2 separate regions of the Mus musculus genome follow, and region 2 is linked to region 1. Evidence: chromatin contacts called from public HiChIP or PLAC-seq data. All regions are on one chromosome and are shown on one strand. The core of a region is the stretch at or near the end of the contact, and the rest is flanking DNA. Distances in the headings are between cores, read along the strand shown. Region 1 has its middle 44 kb from the start of Phldb2. Region 2 overlaps Cd96 (CD96 antigen).

What was found. HiChIP or PLAC-seq counts read pairs in DNA pulled down with a chosen protein or histone mark.
Region 2: a FOXA1 HiChIP or PLAC-seq map of pancreatic cancer cells shows a contact between it and region 1. The contact joins two enhancer-like sites. A contact is called at or near these places in 2 of 484 Hi-C or Micro-C datasets (the HL-1 cell line and liver) and 1 of 115 datasets of contacts at active chromatin or transcription factors (pancreatic cancer cells).

The regions. Positions count from the first base shown.
Region 1 is chr16:45,885,772-45,891,296 of GRCm38.p6, forward strand. It overlaps a transcript of Phldb2 not described here. Among named protein-coding and RNA genes, the nearest start is that of Phldb2, 44 kb to the left of the region's middle. Within about 2 kb of position 2,205, at least 61 of the 459 cell types and tissues checked have an H3K27ac peak or open chromatin away from gene starts, as enhancers often do. A contact at or near this core is called in pancreatic cancer cells, where this site is marked.
Region 2 is chr16:46,095,778-46,102,035 of GRCm38.p6, forward strand. Cd96 (CD96 antigen) reads right to left here. Exons shown (of 15, transcript NM_032465.2): 4 at 3,138-3,345. Among named protein-coding and RNA genes, the nearest start is that of Cd96, 21 kb to the right of the region's middle. Within about 2 kb of position 1,849, at least 19 of the 459 cell types and tissues checked have an H3K27ac peak or open chromatin away from gene starts, as enhancers often do. A contact at or near this core is called in pancreatic cancer cells, where this site is marked.

The DNA.
Region 1 (5,525 bases), core at 955-3,454:
ACAGTGGATACAGTACCTTGTACAGAAAACAAAACAAAAGAAAACAAAAATTGTCTTGCCCAAACACTCAGGACTTTGGAAATGGAGTTGGAGAGAAGCCATATCAGTGAAGCTCTCAGAAGGTCCTAGTTTCTATCTTGGGTTTTGAAACTCAGGTTCTGAGCAGGAAGAGGAGAGCAGAGGGCTTTGAAAGAATAACAGACAATATTCCAAGCAGTCCTCTCTCACCCTAGGGCACCCTTTGAACACATTGATGAAGAAAAGATCAGGTCCTGCAAGATGAAGGCCACCGCTTTCAATATTGATATGGTCCACGGGTGCATAATGTAAGCAAAGGATATCTGGTTTTTGAAAAAGCTGTTTTGGATGCATCAGAAATCTGGGGATAACATCACACTTGGCCTAGATGGGACCTTGAAAACACAAAACTGGTGCTGGGGAGACCTTGCCCAGAAAAGAGGATCATCAGTAACTGGCCATGCTGAGAGCCAGACTTTGGGCTTTCCAGTAAGGAAAACAGAACTGTTTGTTTGTTTGTTTGTTTGTTTGTTTGTTTGTTGTTGTTGTTGTTGTTGTTGTTGGTGGTGGTGGTGGTGGTGGTGGTGGTGGTGATGGCGTGTGTGTGTGTGTGTGTGTGTGTTGGAGGTGGTGTAGGCTACAGGTCAGAAAGCTTACACTGAAAATAAACAGCATAACGAAGTCTTATGTGTAATAGAATTTGAGATGCCCCGTTCCAACCTTGCCTCATTCTCTGATAAGAAAACAGAGTCATGCCTTCAGCAGGCGAATCAGTGGCAAAGCAGGGGTGAGACCAGCAATCTCCTGACTTCAGCCCAATGGGTACTTTTTACCATTTGGTGAAGGAGCTTAGAGTTTCCTGTGCTAAACGACTACTTCCTGTTGTCTGCAAACACCAGGGCTTGAAATATTTCTTAACTGAGGAGCCGTTTCTGGCTTTGTAGGTATTTTGATTTTTATCAGTGAATGCTAAAGGCAGTGCATTCCTCAGGGCGCTTTAACAGGCTAGGCCGGCTGAGTAAACCACCCTGAGAACCGGCCCATGGGTGACTCAGGGAAAATGTCCTCTGGTCCACTCTTGTCTTGCACCAAGGGTCACATTTGAATCCAGCTGCTCTTAAAGGCACTATAGGTTTCCTAGGGTGTGCATGTGAATCATCAGAGAGGAGGGAGCTTCAGCTGAGTAAATGCCTCCTTAAGATCTGTAGGCATTTTCTTAACTAGTGATTGATTGGGCTGGGCCCAGCCCATTGTAGGTAATGCTATTCTGGGGTTGGTAGTCCTGGTTCTAAAAGAAAAAAGCAGGCTGAGCAAGCCAGTAACCAGCATCCCTCCATTCTAGCCTCCAGGTTTGAGTTCCTGTCCTGACTTCCTTCCGTGATAAAAAATTAAGCCAAATAAACCCTTTCCACCCCAACTTGCTTTTGCTCACGGTATTTCATCAGAGCAACAGAAACCCTAAGATATTATTTTTAAAGAATAAAACTAACTGTTGAATTTGGGGATTGTCTTAGTTAGGGTTTTATCCCTTGAAGAGACACCATGACTAAGAAAACATTTAATTGGGGCGGGCTTACAGTTTCAGAGGTTCAGTCCATTATCATCATGGCAGGAAGCCCAGCAGCATACAGGCAGACATGGTGCTAGAGAAGGAGCTGAGAGTTCTACATCGTGATCCAAAGGCAGCCTAGGGAAGAGTGTCGTCCGCAGGCAGCCAGGAGGAGGGTCTAGATCACAATGGCCAGATTTGAACACATATGTGAGACTTCAATGCTCCACCTCCACAGTGACACACTTAGTCAAACAAGGCTACACAACATCCAATAAGGCCCCACCTCCTAACAGCACCACGCCCAATAGGCCAAGCATATTTAAAACCACTGCAAGGACCATATGTGTGGCTTCCTGTCTCACTGCTATGAACTGAGAGAGTATTTCTCCTAATTCACATTTTGAAGTTCTGTTCTCCACAGTGGCCAAGTTTGAAGATACAGTTTTTAAAGAGTACTCAAGGTTAAATGGGTCCAGGTAGGGTCTTTATCGTATAGATTTCATTATTTGTTTTCTTTTCTTTTGAGATAAGGTCTTATATAGACAAGATCAGCCTTCAACACACTGTAACCAGCATGACTTTAAATTCCTGATCCTCCTGTCTCTTCTTCCCAAGTATTCAAATTAGGCACACAGGACATAGAAGACCTATGGACTGGAATTCCTCTAGGAAGTGGGAGAGAGAGCTGTGGTCATGGGCATGTATATGGACTTGCGAAGCTCTGAAGAGAGCATCAGCAGGAACTGGCCATGCTGGTACCCTGACCTTGGACTTTCCAGTTGATGAATCTGTTTGTGAAAGATTTCTGTTACTCAAGCCATTAAGTCTGCAGTATTTCACCATGAGACTGTGTTGACTAAGGGAACCATGAATAACAGATCTGGCTTCCATAGCATAGATAAAAATGTCCATTAGTGTGGCCCCAGTAAGCCTCCTCCTGGGACACAGATTTCCTGTCTCTCACATTCAGTGTTTGGTAAGTGTGACTAGCCTTTGTTTAAAGAATTTTTCACTTTGTTTTTTTTTTTTGGGGGGGGGGGCTCTTGTTTCTTCCGGATAGTACAGTACCAGAGTGATGGTGATGCTCTAGGAAGTTTGCAAAGAATCTAATACACCAAATTCTACCTTATTCTAGTCTTGCTGTCTGTCTGTCTATCTATCTATCTATCTATCTATCTATCTATCTATCTATCTATCTATGTCTGCTGAACCTGGGTCTCACACGAACTAGGCAAGTGCTTTATTACAGAACTACGTTTCCAGACCTGCCTTATTCTTTTATAAAATAGCTTATAACAGAATTTCAAGTGTATCATTAACTGTAGCTAGAGAACTATATAATATACCTTGTTTAACAGGGAGTCTGTGTCATCTCCCAGAGGCTATATTTAACCTCCTGTGTGTGGATACTTTTATTACATCATTAATATTGTCTTCAAGCCTCTGCAGTTGATTAGATCAATAAACTCAATTAATAGTGACTCTTACTTTATATATATATAATTTCACTGATCCAAATTTCTTCCAACTCTAGAAGAGTTGAAGGAATGGCCAATCAATAGCTTGCTGAACTTGAGACCCATCCCATGGGCAAGCACCAATCCCTAACACTATTAATGACACTCTGATATGCTTGCAGACAGGCGCATGTTGTCTTCTAAGAGGCTCCACCTAACAAGTGACTCAGACAGATACAGGTATAGCCAAACAGTTGATAGGGCTTGGGACTCTTACAAAAGAATAGAATGATTGCGGGTCCCAAAGGGGATAGGAGCTCTACAGGAAGACCAACAGAGTTAACTAAGCTGGACATAGGCTCTCAGAGTCTGAACATACATGGACTGGAACCTAGGCCCCTCCACTCATATGTAGCACATGTTCAGGCTAGACTTCATATGAGACTGTGTTGACTAAGGGTGCCATTAATTAAAGATCTGGCTTCCATAGCATAGATAAAAATGCATGTTAGTGTGGCCCCAGTAAGCCTCCTCCTGGGACACAAATTTCCTGTTTCTCACATTCAGTGTTTGGACAATGGGAAGAGGGACTACCACAAAAGGTGTTACCTATATGTGGAATATGTTCTACTAGCTGGGCTTCCTTGTCTGGACTCAGTGAAAGAGGAAGCACCTAGCTTCACTGAGACTTGAAGTGCCAGGAGGAGGGGGAATACCCGGGGGTTTCCCACCCCTTTAGAAGAGAAAGGAATGGGGATGAGGGAAGAAGAATTATGGGAGGGGGTGACCAGAAGGAAGGCAGTGAGCAGGATGTAAAGTGAATAAGTAAAATTTAAATTAAATTAAATAAAAAAAGATGAGTTGTCATAAAAGAAAGAGAACTCAACTTTAAAGAGAAAGAGGGGCCTAGTGACTGTGTGGATGTCTATGGTAGAAAAGTGATCAAGAGAGGCTTATGTGGCTTGGAAGTGGCCAGCGGCTGAATGCAGACAGACTCTTCAGAATTATTGACGTGCTGCAAAACCACAGGCTTGAAGACAGTATTTTCACAAGGCAGAGGTTGAGCACAGGTCACCCCCAAGCAGAGGAAAATATTTATTGTACTATTTAAAGTTGTTTTCCTTTCTTTAAACAAACTCTCCTTTAATTCCAGAGTAGAAGTTTCTTCTGGCACTTGTAGTTAAGTGATTTTTTTCCCAGGGATACGAACATCACTCAAGTCTCCCGAGTTTCATAGGGTAACAGCTAATGGCATGCTCCATTTTATAAGACAGCTAGTCAATCAGTAAATCAATTAACTAGCATGGTGCCAGTAACGTATGGCTGGACATTCACATCAGCTAGGAATTATGGTTTACGAATGCAGCAAATCCTTGATTAAATATCTATTAGTACCATCTACAAAGTACAGAGTGAGGCCTTACATTTATTGGGAAATATAGCTTAAATATACGCCTCAAACAAATATATTATTTACATGTATGTGTCGATTTTAATAAAAAACCAAACTCTCATTTTATGAGATGCTTTTTTTCTTTGTTTAAGCACTAACAATTAAGTTAACAAGACATAAAGTAATTTGATTATTATTCTGTTAGTCATAAAAATTGCAACATTATGGTAACTGGAAAATTCCTGGAAAATTCCTTAGCATTCCTAAGATAAACTTTTTTCATTCTACAAACTGTTTGAAGACCAGAGAGGGCAAGAGACTCGAGGCTTGTCTAGGCTTCACAAGTAGGCAGAACTTTTAGTTAGAGGAACAGCCTGCACCATCTTGCAACTCATACTCATGAGACACACACCCACTGCTCTAGGCCATGTATTTAGACACCTAACTCTGACTAGGAGCTGGTGAGGCATCAGAAGGACTGGAGGTGGAGGAGAGGCTCTTTCCAAATGGAGACAGTTCCTGTCACTCACAAGGAGCCTTCCTGCATGAGCATGTAATTATCTAACTACTAGAAGAAGGACCAAGTCATGACATAGGTGGGTTCGTCAGTGTATGTCTTTCTAAGTTGTCTAAGTCGTGTACTGGTGAAGACAATTTAGCCTACAACTGAGAGATCATTGCCTAGAGCCTCCCAAACAGATGGTGTTTTAATTCACTCGTGTGCTCTTCTCACAGGTTATGCATTGCTATCACCAAGGGCAACTTTGCCATCCCCCTTAGCCAGAAACCTTCTCTGACTAGTGAAGTCAATTTCTGGGCTCAGGCCCAGGCATAAGTAATTTTTAAACACTTTCTAGCTGGTGTGAATGTCCAGTCATAACTGAGAACTGCTGAGTGAGAAGTAAAATTAGGCAAAGCAAACAGAATCATAAACTAGAAAAAGAGAAAGGAAAGAAAAGAAAAAAGTGCCTTCCCTTTAGCAAGGAAATAGAGCAGTGTTCATCTAACTATACTAAACAAATCACCCCCATCATAGTGTGTCTCTGAGACACATTCTTCTTTAAAATTTAATGAGTCAATGTTTAGAGTCAATCACTTAGTTATT
Region 2 (6,258 bases), core at 599-3,098, 210 kb after region 1:
GAAGTAACTGGTATGATTATGCACATACATTATCCTCCTTCCCCTCTTGGGCTCAGGTTTCTCCCCTGTGCTGTGTCTCTAGGGTGACTTTGCAAATCATTATTAGGACTATTTCTAGTGTCCACATGTAATTTAATTGGAGTTAACTTTTCTTACACCATGTCCTGATCATATTTTCCCTTCCCCAACCCCTCAGATCCTACCCACCTAACTCCACAGCCTTTTATTCTCTTCCTTTAGAAAACAGTCAGATGAACAAAACAAATAACCAAAACTAAAAAAAACAAAAGAAAACAAAACAAAACAAAAACAATAACACACAGGCACAGCCACAAAAGCAGAAAATCAGAAACTGAAATATACAAACAAAAGACCAGTAAGACTCCCCCAAAAATGCCCAAATCAAACTAATATGAGAAAAGAAGTCTTCAAAGATACCAACCCTTGAGTTTGTTTTGTGCTGTCCAGCTACTGCTGGGCTTGGGGTCCTGCCCTTAATTGTGGATAATACAGCCAGTGAGAGTTCACTGGGAAAAACCAATTTTTCCTTTGCAAACAGATTCCAGTTGCAGATATCTTCTTGGGAATTATCTAGGAGTAGGAGCCCCTCTCTACTCCTTCACTTCTGCACCGGGATCCCATCACACATAACATTTTTTTTTTCCGAGACTGGGTTTCTCTGTGAGGCCCTGGTTGTCCTGGAACTCACTTTGTAGACCAGGCTGGCCTCGAACTCAGAAATCCGCCTGCCTCTGCCTCCCAAGTGCTGGGATTAAAGGCATGTGCCACCACTGCCTGGCTACACATAAGTTAATTTAACTCAATGCCTTCTTTTACTCTTTGTTCCTCCCCTGGGGGAATCCAAACCAAGACACAGTCCTGAATTTGATGGAGAAAAGGATATTTCTTAGTTCTTATAAGAAACAAATGTAAATAGAATTAAGGCACTGCAGGGGGGCGGGGGGGAGGTGCGGGGGAGAGACCTTAAAAGTCCTGGACGTAGCTGTGAGCTCTAAATATTCAAATTTCCAGGTTCTGAGCAGGAGAGAGCAAGCAAAGCCTCAGCAGTGAGTTGGTGGTTGATGCAAATGGACACCCAGCCTCTGGTCTGCACTCTACAGAAAGAACAGATGAGGCAGAGATGGCTTGGGAAGAAAAACTAGGTGGTGGGTGGAGTGCATGATGGTTGGATTGGGGACACATTCACCACTTACTTAAAAGGTTTTAAATTTGGTTTTGGCTTTTTTGATGTAGGAAAACCCTATTGAATGAAAAGCAGGTTTTATTTACTTTCTATTATCCATTGACTGACCGGTTCACTCTGTAGCAAGGGCTCAAACTCACTATTCTCCTGAATCAGTTTCCCATACCTACAACCTAAATAAATATACCATCAGAGGTACAGCAAAGTCTTACCCACATCTCCTTTGCAGCTAATAGCACATCCACAAACTCAGTGTATTTACTAAAAAATTCCACTACACAATTGAAGCTAAATTACAAAATAAGCAAGCAGAGTTCCATAGTTCTAAGCACCCTCCACCAAAAAAACAGAGTTTAAAGAAGAAGTGCAGAAGAAGTTCAGACAGAGGGATGTAGATGCAGAGGACATGCTAAATGTGGGAAGTAAGAATATATGTCTCCCATCTCCTGAACCAATATGAAGACGTCTGAGGGCGGTAAAGACTCGCAGACATGGTATGTACGTTGACAAGGCAATTAGAGCATGCTGTGGCACAAAGACCTCGCCTGACTTAAAATGCATATTTCTTCCCACAGCCTGGATGCCTGCCCTCACTGGCTTGCCAAGAGTAAGGCCAGATGAGTCGGTTTTGTGTTTGCGCTAAGACTGTCACACCCTGGAAGTGAACCAACGGTGTTATTGATCCAACAACAGCAAGGAGCAGCCTGTTCTCAAATCTTCATGGGAAACCAATGGTGATGGATGATGACTATCTAGCCCATCCCCTGAGGAGACATGGGAGAGAAGAGTGGCGAAGCAAGCAGAAAAGGAAGGGCAGGAGGGGAGAAAGGGGGGACTGTGTGTGCAAGGAGACAATGAGGCATGGGAGAAAAGCTATCTGCACTGAACTCCTCACGAAACCAATCATGCCCCAGCTGTTTCTGTCTTTATAAAGGACTTTATGTTTTCGTCCACTGACCATGTTTTCTCACCACTGATGCAATAAAGCAATGCAATGAACAAAAACAACAACAAAAAAAGTTTTTGTATTTTATTTTACTTTGCCTACTCTGTCATTTAGAAAATTGAGGAGAAATCTAGCAGCCTGTGCCCTTACATTGTATAAAGTTTATTTTCTCTTAGTTCACCTCATTAAACGAAACAAACAAACAAACAAACAAAAACCAATTGGTTGCCCATTCACATGGCTGCTTTTCTCTTTACCCTCCTTTAGAATGACTTTAAAAACTGCAGGTCAAGGTCACCAAAATGAAAAACTAGCCAAAGCCTGGAGTCTCTGTTTAGTAATGTTTTCTTGCACCAGGGAACAAAATACAGAGCTTATATCTTTTTTCTCTTCAGATCACACCCTACAGTGTGTCTACACTCTGAATGAGGTCGTGGCAGATTTCCCAGGTCAGTGGCACTAGGATCAGGTCAGAGAGTCTGCGGGCTCCACTGTCAGAAGCCTGTGGTGGCCTCTCACCCAAGTGGGCCCTGGCAGGATGGCTGTGGAGTTTCTGCAGTTTCTCGGGCTGTATTTATCAGCTTCTTTTACTCATTGTGGCCTTATTACACTTTGCACCAGAAAATAACTCAGATAATTAGACAGCCAAGCAATTAGACGTTGGCAGTTATAATTAAAGAGATTTCTGGTACCCTTGGGAAACATTACGCCTGCAAACAAGGTAGAGGCCACCAGGGAAGCTGACCTATATGTGGTTTTCTGGTGGCTTATTCTATTAGCTGAATAATTATTCTTTAGCCTTCCACCCTTGTCCCTACCCTCAATGAGAATGATAGGAATTAAGGCAAACAGAATTGCAGGAGTTACCCTGTGTGGTTGCTCTCCAGCCTGGGGCCAAGGTGGGGGTGGGGGCCCCTCTCATGAGAAGAGCATGGCCAGAGGCATTGACACAAAGGTGGCAAAGAGATCATAGGACAAACTCCTTACCAAAAACCTTGACTGTGGTGGACATCTTCCAGGCTTTGAGAGGATTGACAGTCAGATGGCAAGAGAATGTCCTGCCATCGTCTTGGATTTGGACTGGGGAGAGGTGGAGTCTATAGTCTCCACCCAGCCTGATTCTGCCTTTAAATGATGTGGAATTGTTGACGTGGTGATGGTGGGTGAAGAGAACTTCTTCCACTCCATCTTTCTCCTGGAGAGAGAAACAGCACTCAGTTATAGAACACAGAATATGTCAGTGTGCCTCTCAGCTGACTGCTTTGTTAACACTACTTATTTGTTTTAAATTATGCGCATTCGTGTATGTGTGTAGGCGCGCATGAGGGCAGATTCTTAGGGAAGCCCAAAGAAGGCATCGAATTCACTGGAACTAGAGCTGGTTTGAGATACCCAATGTACCATTTCCTCTGGAAGAGCAACAGGGACTTTAAAATGGGTTAAGCATGCGTTAAAATGGGGAGAGACTGAGTATGCTACTACAGAAAGTATTGCTGTGCTTACACTTTAATAAACTCCACTCTCATCCTCTCCGAGCACAAATAGAAACCTGTCCTAAACGGGTCTTGCTTTCATGGCAGGAGAGAGTGATAATAGCAGACCCCAGTGCTCATTTAAGAAATTCTGAGATCTCACTGCCAAGATGCGCTGGGGAGCCACTCCTCCCTTTTGATCGATTGGATAGGGGGGTAGATGTGCAGGTGAAAAAACTCGGAGGAGAGGAAGGAGGGGAAACTGCAGTTGGGTTGTAAAGTATAAGAAATGAATACATCAAAAATTAAAAGATGTGCTAGGGACACTACTGGGGTTGTGATAATTAGACTTTTACGACAACTTCATATTTCCACATTACCTTCTCTTCCCGGCATTCTCTGAGAAATACAGAATCAGGAGTAGGAAGAAGGAGAGGCAACAGAGCAATGAATGCCGGAAAGCAACAATTTTAGAGTCTTGCACATGAAGGGAACTCCTAAGAAGTGGGATTTAAACATTAACGTGACTTTCATTGGTCTAACTCTAAACTTTCCAGATCCGTCATTATGCACAGGGGCAATGGGAGAAACTAATGGGAGAAAGGTGAAGAGAAATGCATTCGAGAAGATATAAAATAATGAAAGCAACTCTCTGTGACTGAGAACTTCTAGTTTAAAAATGCTAGATTCGGGGTAGAAGGAGAATCAAGGCTGGTGAGTGAATCTGGCACAGGCAGATTTATTAGAGTAATTATATAGAAATTTCCAGTCGACTAAATAGCAGTTCTTATACAAACCCTAACTCTTTGGCTGAATCTGGCTGAGTTTATTATCTGTCATATACCAATGAAACTCTAGGGTTCCTTGCAAAGAACTTCAGCCTGCATAAACCTTTCCCCCCTGAAGCAAGCTATGCACTTCTACAGCTTCATAAAGCAGTCTTTGGAGAGTAGGCATCATCTTCCTTTTGAAGAAGAGCAAAGGGAGAATATATTCCCAAGACAGGAGAGCCCTGAGTACCCACAGAATGAAGTAGAAGTCTTTTCCCTCAACACCACAGATCTGAAGGTAATAGTAAAGGAAGTTGGCTCCCCCTGCAGGGCCGTCAGCACAAGGTACTTCTTACAGCTGGTTTTTATAATGATTTTGTAGTTCAAAATGTTCTTGGAGAGACTTTAATGGGAATAGCTTCTAACATTACTAAGAGACACAGCCTCACAGCTGACTTTCTGTCCCTTATTCTACAACGTTCCCTGAGGCTTAGGTCTGGAGTCCTTAGTAGATGTGTACATTGGAATTGCATTCTACAACTCTGCATTTTGATTGGCTGTGGCTTTCTACATTTGTCTCTGTCTGTTGCAAGGAGAAGTTTCTTTCATGAGGTGTGAGAACTATGCTTATCTGTGAGTATAGGGACAAATGATTGCCTACACATGAGTTGAACGAGGACAACAAGAATAGGCAGGGCAGGGTAGGCGGGGAAGAGGACAATGCCTCAAACCTACATAAAGAACTATGGGAAACTAAGGAACTCTAAGAATGAGAAAAATAACCTTCTCCGAGGAAGAGCATACTGATGGGGTATCCAATACCAAACGGCTAGCCCGGAAAACAAACATGTACACATGTAACATCAAGTAACGTAAAAAGAGGGCTGGAGAGACAGCTCAGCAATAAAACAGCTAGGCTCACAAACAAAAAACAATGAATGAAAAAAGAGGCCACAAATTTGAAAATGAACAAGGAGGAATATATGGGGTTGGGGGTTGGAGGGAGGAAAAAGAAGAGGCAAGTTACGTAATTACATTATAATCTCAAAAATGGAATATGTTCTTGGCCTTTGAACTGTCAATCATGAGTCAGAAAGAGAGTCAACAGACCCAATCCCTCCCCCCTGAACTATTGATTACTGATAGATTTTGATGGACGGGTAGTAGTTGTCTTTATTTGTGTAACCATTCATGAGCCAGACAAAAAGTCCCACCGATAGTGCTTGTTAAACTCAGTGGGTCAGAAACTCAAGCAAAAAGACATGAATGTGGGAACGGATCTTGTGTAAGGAGAGGGTTGACCGGGTGGGAGGGAAATAAGAAGGGTCAAGTGCGTCGGGGGTAACTACCATGCATTGCATACATGTATGGAATCCTTAAAGAATAAATTTAGTAGGTTATTTTAAAGAGTTCTTGCTTGTTTCACCATGTGGGTTTTCTATTTGGGACATTTCCATCTGTCACATTGTTAGAGGCACAGGGTATACACAAGGTGGAGACTGGTAAGAAAATGCTTTTGCTTGGATTGTAAATCAAGGTAGGACTTGCTCTGATAGTTCGATTCATAAAAATACCATACCACTATATATAGCAATGTATCTAACAGGTTTCTGTTTTATTTGCTTTCCCTTGGCATTTGGCAGTTGCAGAGGGAGAGGATAGCTTTGTTTTTTAAAGGTGGAATTCAGCTACAACGTGCCCTGAGGCATGTGACAGAAGGAAATCCTGAGGGATTGTAGATTGGGCCCTCCAGGGGCCCAAACCTGCATTTGCATCACAGAGCAAAAGGGGAAGCAAATCTAGTTCAGAGAAACCACCCAGTATCTAAAGCTAGGAGAGGGGGCAGTGCTATAAGCACACTGTGAC